Linked DNA regions of Mus musculus: regions 1 and 3 are each linked to region 2. The links are chromatin contacts, called in public Hi-C and Micro-C maps. All regions are on one chromosome and are shown on one strand. The core of a region is the stretch at or near the end of the contact, and the rest is flanking DNA. Distances in the headings are between cores, read along the strand shown.

Region 1 (3,642 bases), core at 91-2,590, 1.1 Mb after region 2:
TTTTTTTTTTTCTTTTTTCCATTTTTTATTAGGTATTTAGCTCATTTACATTTCCAATGCTATACCAAAAGTCCCCCATACCCACCCACCCCCACTCCCCTGCCCACCCACTCCCCCTTTTTGGCCCTGGCATTCCCCTGTACTGGGGCATATAAAGTTTGCAAGTCCAATGGGCCTCTCTTTCCAGTGATGGCCGACTAGGCCATCTTTTGATATATATGCAGCTAGAGTCAAGAGCTCTGGGGTACTGGTTAGTTCATAATGTTGTTCCACCTATAGGGTTGCAGATCCCTTTAGCTCCTTGGGTACTTTCTCTAGCTCCTCCATTGGGAGCCCTGTGGTCCATCCATTAGCTGACTGTGAGCATCCACTTCTGTGTTTGCTAGGCCCCGGCATAGTCTCACAAGAGACAGCTACATCTGGGTCCTTTCAATAAAATCTTGCTAGTGTATGCAATGGTGTCAGCGTTTGGATGCTGATTATGGGGTGGATCCCTGGATATGGCAGTCTCTACATGGTCCATCCTTTCATCTCAGCTTCAAACTTTGTCTCTGTAACTCCTTCCATGGGTGTTTTGTTCCCAATTCTAAGGAGGGGCATAGTGTCCCTAAGGAGCCAACAAGTCAGTTACATTGAAGTCTGAGATCGTTCTTTTTTAAAAAAAAAAATCCATATTTTCCTTGTGGATATGAGGAATTTGGGGGCTGTTTACCTTTCTTTTCATAGTAATTTTCACTTCTCCAGATTCTACAATGAAGAAAGAGTCTGCCAAATCTCCCTATTAAAACAAAAATGCAGGGTGAATGTTCAAGTTCCACAGCATCTCTGAAATCATGCCTTTGAAGCCAGCCTACAGGTTCCAGTCCGTAAAGTGAAGTCATAGACCAGACTACATCCTGAGGTTACGATAATTCTACAGTAACTTCTTAGGCATTCGAAATAATACATTCTCTACCAGAAAATATGGCAAGTAACCTCAAAATTTTGTGCTGAGCAGTTTACAAGAAAGGATAGCAGATGCTGTGTGTCCCAGGAGCCCCTCCCACCAGCAGGCTATGTCAGTCATTCTGTGTTCCCTGCTGTGTGTCCCAGCAGCCCCTCCCACCAGCAGGCTACGTCAGTCATTCCGCAATCCTAGGAAAGTAGCACTGTGTCCACCCAAGGCAACTAGCACTAGCACAGAGACTTGCCAGGAGCAAAAGCAACTGGGAGCTTTCGGAAGCAATAGATGAGCTTTTACGGCCTTCAGGCACCAAGCTGACATGTCAGTCTATGACAGTGTACTTCCGGCTCTGAAAAGACTGCTGGGAACGAAAGGCGCCTTCTCTACGTACACCCCCAGTATTCCTGGTTTTTGCATGAACTCTCGTTAGAAACCCACTCATTCATGCGCACCCTTCAACTGTCTATACAGCCTACTTTCTACGAGCTCTCTGGCTAGCAGGTACTGTAATACAACTGGCGCCCACTGGGAGTTCAGAAAAACATGAGGGTTAGAGGGGATTCTTATTAATGCATTCAGTGCTTGCACATGGTACAATGTGAACTCCTTCTGGTGAGTGTTATCTGGAAGCAGATCTCAAGAGCTAATCACGCAAAACTCATCTGCCTGTGGACCTGGGTTCTTGGTAATTTCATGGAATAGCCCCCACTTTTCCCTCTTACACAAGACATCTTACTCCCACTATACATGCGGATTTCATGTTACAAACTGCAAACTACTCAGCTAGGTAATGGTTTAATGCACAGTCATTAGAAATAAATTATATAAACAAAAACATCCAGATTACTTACCAGCTGCAAAAGCATTTTTGATAAGTTGTCTGGTGGAAGAAATATTCATTTAATCTAATACTGCGTACCAATTATGAAAACAAAGTTGAACCTTCTGGAATGTAAGCCTAAAGGAATGGCAGCTCAGTACCGTACCTGAGCAATGATCTGCTCTCCATCATTGTAAACTTTGGTGCCAATCACATCCACCACCTTCAGGCGTTCAGAAACCTACAAAGAAGAGCACCGTGTTAGAGACTGTGGTGTCTATTTCTGGTTATAGCTTAACTACATCTGGAATTAACTAAAACCCAAGAGGCTGGAAACACCTGGGAGGGATTATTTTCCCTTATGTCACTTGAAATGGGAAAACCCGTTTTTAATCCAGATTTTTAAGGTGGAAGGATGCATCTTTAATCCAGTTTTTGAGCTGGGAAGATCCACCTTTCACCCGGGCCACAGCTTCTGCTGCAGCCTAAATAAAGGGCGTGCAAGAAGGAAGCTCTTGCTCCCTCTGCCTGCTTGCCTTCACTCTCTCACACTAGCAAGTCCATTCCCAGCCTGGCATTAGAGCCTACTTCTTCAGGATTCTAGAGTATACTCAAGACCAGCTGAGATACCCATCCTAGTGGACTATTGGATTCTTGCACTTTCCATTAGGAGACAGGCTTTGTTGGACTTGTGGGAGCACAGCCTATAAGCCACTCTAATAAGTGGCAGGCATGCATGTATGTATGATATAAACTCTGTTCCTCTGGGGAAGCCTGATAATACACCGACCAATCACGTAGCCTTACCTGGTTTACATGTTTACAAGGGACGGCCTACATAGTTAAATAAACCCAACTGTTTTCCCTTGTGTAGTTGCTACATTAACTGCTAGAATCCTGAAGTAGACAAAATCGTATTTCTAGTTTCCTGTAAAATACCAGAAGACTCAGCCAACCCCCAGCCCAAATTTCCATATGGCAGCAGTAAAGCTATGGTGGAATGGCAGCTGTTCCCTTAGAGGGAGCACATGTTCTCCGATTTGCCAAAGTCCCTTCCTGGGTTGCTTTCTGTCACGTCACATGGCTCTATCTGACTGGATTACCTCCCTGATACATTCTATTTGAGGACAGGAGTTTCTAAAGAAGATCAGCTGTCTGCGCATTCCACAACATGGCCAAGTTTCTCCCAGGCATAAACCGGCGACTCACAGAGACACGACCACGCCAACATTTGCTATTTTACGACACCATGGGAACATGTACCTAGTTCTCTATAATCGCTTTCAAGAGAGTTCAAATATGAGGCTTTATCTATTATAAAATGTCTAGAAAAGCACTTTCACAATGAATTTTGGCAGAGCCGAATTTGTAAGGTAACGGTTCTTTCATGAACCTTCAAAGATAAGAAACAGGTGGTCTCACTGAGGAGGCATTTGAGCTAAGAAATGAAGGAGATTCATGGAGAAGCCATGGAGTTGTGGGGGAGGCTGTCCTAGGCAGACAGCACATGCATAGATCTGAAGGGAGGGCTGGCATGCGTATGCAACAGCAGGAAGCTAATGTCTATGGCAGGGTGGAAGTGCAGCAGTTAGCAAAGTTGTCTGAGAGGTACAGACAAGGGACCTCGGTGGCCTTCTTCAAAGTTATCCTGTCCTGGGAAGGTTGTTAGCAAGACTGCCCTGATCTGGAACTTAAAAGGATTCTTCTGTAGGTGGCTGATAAAAGTCATACAGGAGGCAATGAAGATACGGACAGAAGGTGGGGCTGGTGAAGTTAACAAAATGATTGGATGCTGAAGATATTCTGAAGACAGGGTAGAGATGATTTTCGACACATGAGTGCTAGTGGGGAGAAAACCGAGTGGATGCTGACCTGCTTA
Region 2 (3,484 bases), core at 724-3,223:
CTTCCTTTAAAAGTCATATTGGTACAATATGCCAGCACAGATAACTATAATAAGCAATGTGAATTAAGGCCAGAGTTTTACTTTGTTCTTCATAGAAATTACCTAGTACAGATATCTTGCAACTATCACACACAGTACCTTGTACTGAAAAGTGGAATAATAAAGGGAAAAAAGCTATTGCCCACAAGACAGATAACTCTTCCTAAGAGCTCCACAGGCTGTCAAATAAAAATGCAACTTATGGAATAAAATATCTCGGGGGGGGGGTACCAATGGTCTGGGTATAAAAAATCCTTGACTTTTTTTTCATCATTTTGACTTTATAAAACAGATGGCTTTTCAAGCAAAACCCAGCATTAAGGTTCCCAGTAAAGTTAACCATACCATCAAGGCATAGGACAGCAACAGTTTCTTAAGGGCAGTCCCCACAGGTGGGTGGGAAAGATAAAGCGAGGTAGACAGAAAGTCTTGGCAGACTTCTAGCCTAAAGAGGAGTGTCACTCTGTAGGAAAAGCAGAGGACAAAAGACAAATAGCTGGACTGTTGACAATTTAACCCTTGCCCCTCAGGGTGGAGTCAAGGAGGCAAGAACTCTGAAAAAAGAAAGAATTGCATATTATGTAAAGGAGAATCAAGGTTGAAATTCTGTGTTAGAAGGTACTTAAAAGATTATTCATTTAAAAACAAACTGTTTTTCACATGGCATGAGTAATTGTCCTAGGGACTGAAAACCAAGGTTTCAGAGAGACCTAAAGAAAAGAGACTGGCTGAGAACCATAGCAACTGTGACCCAAGGATGACATCAAACAAACCTGTCACAGAATGGTCTTCCTGTAACCTAGGCTCACGTTGGCACAATGGGGAACAGGGGTGGGGGTGGGGGTTTCCGGCAAGAACTCCAGCTGTTCTAATAGAAGGGGCCAGCTTAGAGAGTCACACTACAGATATGAAGCCACCTGGGCCAGTTAGCAGGTGAGAGGGTTCAAAGGAAGAAAAGCAAGTTAGGTGACGGACAAGAGCATGAGGGAATAACAGGGATGATGATTAATCGTCATCGAGACCTTAACTGATTAGAAAAAGACAACTCTCAGGACGTCGGTGATGGCTTATCCCCCGAGGATGTGATCATAAGGGCACTGACCTAGTCAATGGTTTAACCCAGTAGATTCAAAATATGAGGAAATGACTGGAGGTAATGAAAGATACAAGTGTGGCTGAGCAGAAGAAAATACATCCCGATGCGTGCTCTTGGGGCTAACGCTTGTCTTGCTCTCTACTCTCCCCTTCTGTGATTCCCGTCCACAGGAGCAAATAGTCCCTGACTCATGCTCTGGCCACCTTGAAGGACCATGATGCCTTGCCTCACCACAAGCCCAGAATCTACAACCATTCAAAAGGGGCCTGAACCTCTGAAACTGAGTCAAAACAAATCTGTTCTCCCTAAAGTTGTTTTGGTTGGATATTTTTCAGCACAGAGATTTGGAAGTAACTGCCAAAGCAGATGATGGGCGACTCTCAGACTTAAAAGAGGAGGAGCAAGTGAGAGGGGTCTACGGGCTTGAGAGAGAGAACTCGCACAAAGATTTGTGGTTGAAGGGCACTCGGAAGGGTGACATGGGCTTTGGAAGGGCATAATCTGGGACAAAAATTACACAGATCTCGGGCTCAGAGGAGTACCAGATGATGGGGGATGCATATGAAAAAGGCAGACAAACGAGTATGTGCTCAGACGCGGGCCCAGCCAAGGCCTTCTGATCTGCTTCCTCCGCCCAGCGCTCTTGTTCGGAAGCCTAACAGGGAGAGCACTTCAGGGTCCCAAAGAAAAAGACCCTTAAGTCGGCGAGTCCTTACCGAGACACACGAACAGCACTGACTTGGACCCAACCTCTGCCATGTTTCGGTGCAGACCCTGGCGCCCAGAAACCGCGTCGGGACGAGGCGCATGCGCACTGCCAGGGTTCTGACCGTGGACATGCGCAGTCCGCCGCCCCACGTTCGTACGCGGCCAGAGGCGGGGCCAGAAGTCGCCTAGAGGGCGGGGCTTAGGCGTTCGGGTTGGCAGCCCGGGCTAGCGTTCACTCTGAGCTCTGCCCAGGTCGCACGTCTAAGGAGTGAGGGCGGGGTGAACGCGGGGCGACCCCCAGAGCAGCTTGGGTGGCACGGTGTTGAGCAGGGAGGATTAGGATGTGCCAGGGCAGCCAATGAACTCAAGGATAGCGGCTTGCAGAGCCTCCTAGGGTGGCTCCTCCGATCGGAGCTACCCGCCCTTCCAAGCTAAGTTACCCCTTTGGACCACCGACCCCAGGCCGGGCCACGGTACTTAGCAGTGGGTTTCCCCGATTAAGAAGAGGGGGTGATTTACAAGGCTTCAAAGGAATGAGGCGGGTGGACGCAGATGAGCTACGTTCTGAGCAAGGGTATAGGACCAGTGATCGCTTTGGCAAAAACAGGGCATACACCTATTCCCTTACCTGGGTCAGGTGTGCGCCCGCTGGGCGGGTCCCGTCAGGGAGGCGGACCAAGGAGAACGCTTTCCTCTTCCTGGACTGGAGTGAGGAGCTCGGGTACCGAGAGGAGCGGCAGGCACCAGTGAGTAAGGGTCTGAGCGGCTGGGGCGTGTCGGCACCGCGGCAACTCTTCCTCTTGCGATGGGCGTTGTGAAAGAGGAGAGAAAACAGTCAAGTCCCTGGGTTTGTCTGGGCGCATCCACCAAGATCATACTGCACGGATCCTTTTGTAAATCCTCAGAACTCAAGATTAGTTTTCTACACTCCTGGCTAAAGGTTTTGGTTGATTGTTAACCACAGTCGTTCCGCTTCATTGCAGAAAAAAAATTTTTTTTCCTCCAGCATTTCCAGTTTTGAAGACAGACTTTCATTTTGTTATTTTTCCCCTAATATCTGATGTTTTACCATCTTCTGGTTTCAAATTGTTTTGAGAATTGGCATCCTGTGTACTTGACACAGATGAAGGAGGTGCAGATTGGGGGTTGTGTAGGGCCTTTGTGGGAATGTGATCTCTGGGAAAGGATAGTCCCTAGGGGAGGGGCTCACATGCGTTTGGGACTTCCAGAGGTAGAGGTGTCAGGACTTTGACACAGTGTCTTTGGTTCTGCGATACTTTACAAAGGGGTGGTGTGGAGGGTAATTTGATTGCTGCATCTCTAGTATATAGTGCCTGTATGGTTTTTTTTGTTTGGTTTGGTTATTGTTTTGTTTTGTTTGTTTTGTTTTCTTTTAGTGCTCTGAACAATAGGAATAGGTAACAATAGGAAGCAGGTTTCTCCCCTGGCAAAATGTGCCGGCTTCTTTTCAACAGATGTTACTACTGCCCTGCCAAGGCAGACCAGGGAAGAAAGACTTGAAGTAACCACCTCCATGGAGGAATGCCCTGGCCTGGGGCAGAAGCCTTGCCCTGTTCTGTGTTTACCAAGTGAACAGGTTCTGTATTCCTGCTGGCCCAGGTATTTTCCTTGAGATATGAG
Region 3 (3,644 bases), core at 546-3,045, 1.1 Mb after region 2:
ATGATTACCCTATTCTCAAAGCACCCAAATGTCCCAAATTAAAAATCTAAATAGCAATCTTTCACATTCACAGAGCACTAACATCCAGGGTTTGTGTGTTTTAAACAAGCTAAGAATGCATTAATTTTATAACCCATTCAACATATAATTAATTCTACAAAGGAATGAAAATCTTCCTGGGAGGAGGGCGTAAGGGAAATGAAGTGAATGGCCCTTTAGTGTTTTCACTGTGTGAAAGGCATTGTGGACACACAAATCCCACACCAGCAGCATCAACAAATAAAAGCTGCATGCATGCTCGCCTCACACCACCAAGGAAAATACTTGTCCATTTGCACACCACGGCATTTCAGCCCGGGCTCCTGCAAAACCTGGGGTTTGGTCATATTGTGTAAACACGCATGTGTGTCTGGTGTGTCAGGGAGAGGTGGGAAGCATAAGGGGTGGGACTCGCCAAAAGCAGCTATTTAAAACAATCCCTTTCTCTCCCATTCATTCTCTCTAGCTTCAGTGTCTGGCGTGGTCCTTAGATGCTGGCTGGCTTTTCATTAAGACAACTGACAAAGCTCTTAGAACTTCCCATGGTGTTATTTTTTTTTCCACACACTTTAAAAAGAACATCAAAATCATTCAATATATGTTTTGTATCTTTTTTTTTAAAGAAAGAAAATCATTGGCCTATTTCCTCATGCCAAAGACCCCCTAGGTATCAGGCTAAATATGCTCCTTTGTTATATGTCCAAAAATATCGCCACCACATGGTATTGGAAAAACTGGAAAATAAATTATTCGTATTCCAAGAATGTCACAGCTATTATCGTTAATTTGTTTTACCTCAGCGAGTCCGATTTCACACTCTTCTCACTGAGTCCTACATGCTTCGCCCTTTCTCCCAGAACACTCCATTAATAAATCTAAAGGGCTGAAAAGAGGCCGCCAAGCGCCCTTCATGCACAATGGTACTCCCGGAGCCTGAGACATCTCCAACCACGGGAAAGTTAACGATCCAGCAAGATGCCCACCCTAAATCGCCCCGGAAAGAGAGGTGACAGAGGGGCAGCGGGAGCGCAACCTCTCCTTTCCCCACCTCCAGAGAAAGGGAGGGCATGACAAGAGAGCTGAGTAGGAAGGTGGGCGAGTGGGAGCGACCGAAATGGGTGCTGAGGGGGTGGGCGTAATGGGAAGGTGGAGAGCACGGGGAAGGTGGGGAGCTCAGCCCGGGGTTCAAGAGCGAGGCGGGGTTCGAGAGTGAGGCGGACGCGGCGGCCGGGGCTCAGGGCGCGAGGGGGCCGGTCCTCACCGTTGAACGCCCCTGCTTCCGCGGCCTCCTCCTCCTCGCCGTTCTCGGAGTCGGAGCGCATGGGCTCCTCGGCGAAGTTGACACCCTTACTGGGGATGCCGCCCCCGGCGGCTGCGCCCGCGTCCCCCCAGGTCCTGCCCTCATGGCCGAAGCGCGCGGCGCCCTTGCGCTCGTTCTCCTGCTGCAGCCGCGTGAAGTGCTGCAGCGCGAACTCCAGCAGGTCGGCGGGCTGGTGCCTCAGCACCTCCACCGTGAAGCCCTGCAGCAGCTCCGTGAGCCCCGCGGGGATCTCGATGCTCATCCTGCCCGTGCACGCCGAGGCGCCTGGACGCCGCCCTCGCCCCCTATCCGCGGTCCGGTCTCGGGCTGCGCGGCTCCCGAGCGAGCGCCCCGGGCGCTACCGGCTGCGAGCGCGGCGCACTGGGCCCCCGGCGAGGCTGCTCCGTGCGGCGGCAGCAGCAGAGCGAGCACAGCCCGGGGAGGGTTGGCAGCATCTCCAGCTCCTCCCGCTCCTGCTCCCGCCGCCGCTGCGCCGCCCCCCGCCCGGCGCCCCGCCTCCGCCCGCGCGCCCACGTGATCCCCGGAAACCATGGCAACCCGGCGGGCGGGAGCACTGCCGCCTCTCAAGTGGCCCCAGGGTGGAGGCAGCCTGAGCCTGGGGCGTGGGGCTGAGGCCGCGCGCTCCACCTGAGCTCCCTGAGCGAATCCCACGCACCTTTCTCCCTGTCCCACGCAGAGTTGGTGCGGCGCAATTCCTGCTGAAACTTCAGCCTCCACCTTGGTGGCTTTTCCTTTTCCTAGAATCCAACCCCAAGAGAAACGTGCGTGGTGTCTTTTGTTAGTCGCACAGCCCTACTGGTTCTCTTCTGGATAAAAGAGATGCTGCCACTTGTCTGTCACAAAATTTTCTTTAATTCCGCCTTTTAGCCTCGTGGCTGTGATGGTTTGCCTTACAGATGCTCTGCCACACTCTGCTTAGTACATTTCCTACTGGTTACTGAGACAAAGGCCGCATTTATTGTGTAGCACTTAACAAAGTTAGTTGATCCTTCAAGACAGGATACAGGGTAGTCAGGGCAGCTGGACAGACAACTAAGGGTGTGTTACCTGATTAGCCTCTTGTTGCTTATTTTTAAAACCTTTCCTGACACTTTGCGTCACTTCAATTAAATCTCCAAAATTTGAATATAGCAATAAAAAGGAAAAGAGAACTACACATTTGTGCTTTTTAAAGAAAACCCTTGTCTTTAAAACGAGCCTATTCTGAGAATTTTGAAACAGAAAAATTTATCTTTTGCCAAATTAAACGCTGTATAAATATGCATACTTTATTTTCTACGATGCCCATTTCATTGTAAAGCAGTCCAAGTGCAAACTCACTTGAGTTTTATTTTATTCTTAAGTTTTATTTATTTATTGAGTTTTATTTTATTTCCTTAGTTGTTCTCACTTACCTTTCTGCCCACACATAAGGAAAATATGTGACTCACGAAACCCAAAACCTAGAAATCAAAAATATCATTTCGTTTTATTTTTTAAAAATTGCTTCTTACCCATTTGTTTACAATGTTTATTTATCTTTTTTTTTCATAAGGGAATTCATTTCTCAAGTTCAGTTTCTTAACCTCATAATAATAATACTGGTGTGTGTTTTTTTTAAAATAACATACTTCTAAATTGTAATTGTGTGGTGTATAAGAAATAAACTCAGAAAAATGTGGTCTTCACATGAGGCCATATGGAACACAGTATTAGTCAAGTTCTCTACCGAAATGTTTTGCAGATCCAATAATCTAAGATGTATTTCTATCATGTTTCTCCCTACTGCTCAGCAGAAAATGCAAAGAATACTAGTTAAGATGGGATTTTATCGTTGCGGTCCTCAATGTCGATCAAGAATCCTCGCTCATTCAAGCTCATTGCTGTGTAATTCTGGCTTTGTGGCTCCTCCACCTCCAGTCATTTCCTCTAAGTCAGCTAACAGGAAAGTGGGGAAGAGAAAGGAGCCTCCTTCCGGCAGCAAACACTCATCTTTTCTTTTGGCTACAACTTCTGACCACATACATTTTATTTTCTGAAAGTGAGTAATGGTACCTCCCAGCCCATGTGCTCTTCCACAGAACAACTTTACCATTCCTAAGCCCGGAGTGCAACGCAAGGGGGATTGTGACTGCTTTGGCCAGTGGTGCATTTAGAAGTCACTCTAGCCCTCTGGTAGGTGCCTGACCAAAGTTCTGATCCATGGAGTTGGTGAACCCTTAAAAACAGGAGGAGGTATGTGTTAGCCTTGAAATTTTGGTAGTTTGTTGCACAGCAATAGCAATTAAATGCTACAATGGAGAAA

The links. Hi-C and Micro-C count contacts between places; a contact is called where the count stands out from the background.
Region 1: a contact with region 2 is called in a Hi-C map of muscle stem cells, with 3 times the contacts expected there. The contact joins the enhancer-like site here to the promoter of Acp1 in region 2. A contact is called at or near these places in 1 of 39 promoter capture datasets (liver) and 2 of 484 Hi-C or Micro-C datasets (muscle stem cells and uterus).
Region 3: a Micro-C map of embryonic stem cells shows a contact between it and region 2, with 10 times the contacts expected there. The contact joins the promoter of Prkar2b here to the promoter of Acp1 in region 2. A contact is called at or near these places in 1 of 484 Hi-C or Micro-C datasets (embryonic stem cells) and 2 of 115 datasets of contacts at active chromatin or transcription factors (embryonic stem cells and thymic regulatory T cells).

What each region holds. Positions count from the first base shown.
Region 1 is chr12:31,963,186-31,966,827 of GRCm38.p6, forward strand. It overlaps Prkar2b (protein kinase, cAMP dependent regulatory, type II beta), which reads right to left. Exons shown (of 11, transcript NM_011158.4): 8 at 1,930-2,004; 9 at 713-778. Among named protein-coding and RNA genes, the nearest start is that of Hbp1, 15 kb to the left of the region's middle. Within about 2 kb of position 1,341, at least 14 of the 459 cell types and tissues checked have an H3K27ac peak or open chromatin away from gene starts, as enhancers often do. A contact at or near this core is called in muscle stem cells, where this site is marked.
Region 2 is chr12:30,909,639-30,913,122 of GRCm38.p6, forward strand. Acp1 (acid phosphatase 1, soluble) reads right to left here and starts at 1,974. Exons shown (of 6, transcript NM_021330.4): 1 at 1,852-1,974. The coding sequence starts at 1,894. It overlaps Sh3yl1 (Sh3 domain YSC-like 1), which reads left to right and starts at 2,031. Exons shown (of 10, transcript NM_013709.5): 1 at 2,031-2,589. The coding sequence starts at 2,589.
Region 3 is chr12:32,059,482-32,063,125 of GRCm38.p6, forward strand. Prkar2b (protein kinase, cAMP dependent regulatory, type II beta) reads right to left here and starts at 1,796. Exons shown (of 11, transcript NM_011158.4): 1 at 1,301-1,796. The coding sequence starts at 1,601. Gm51992 (a long non-coding RNA gene) reads right to left here. Exons shown (of 3, transcript XR_003950224.1): 2 at 3,432-3,557; 3 at 2,738-2,802.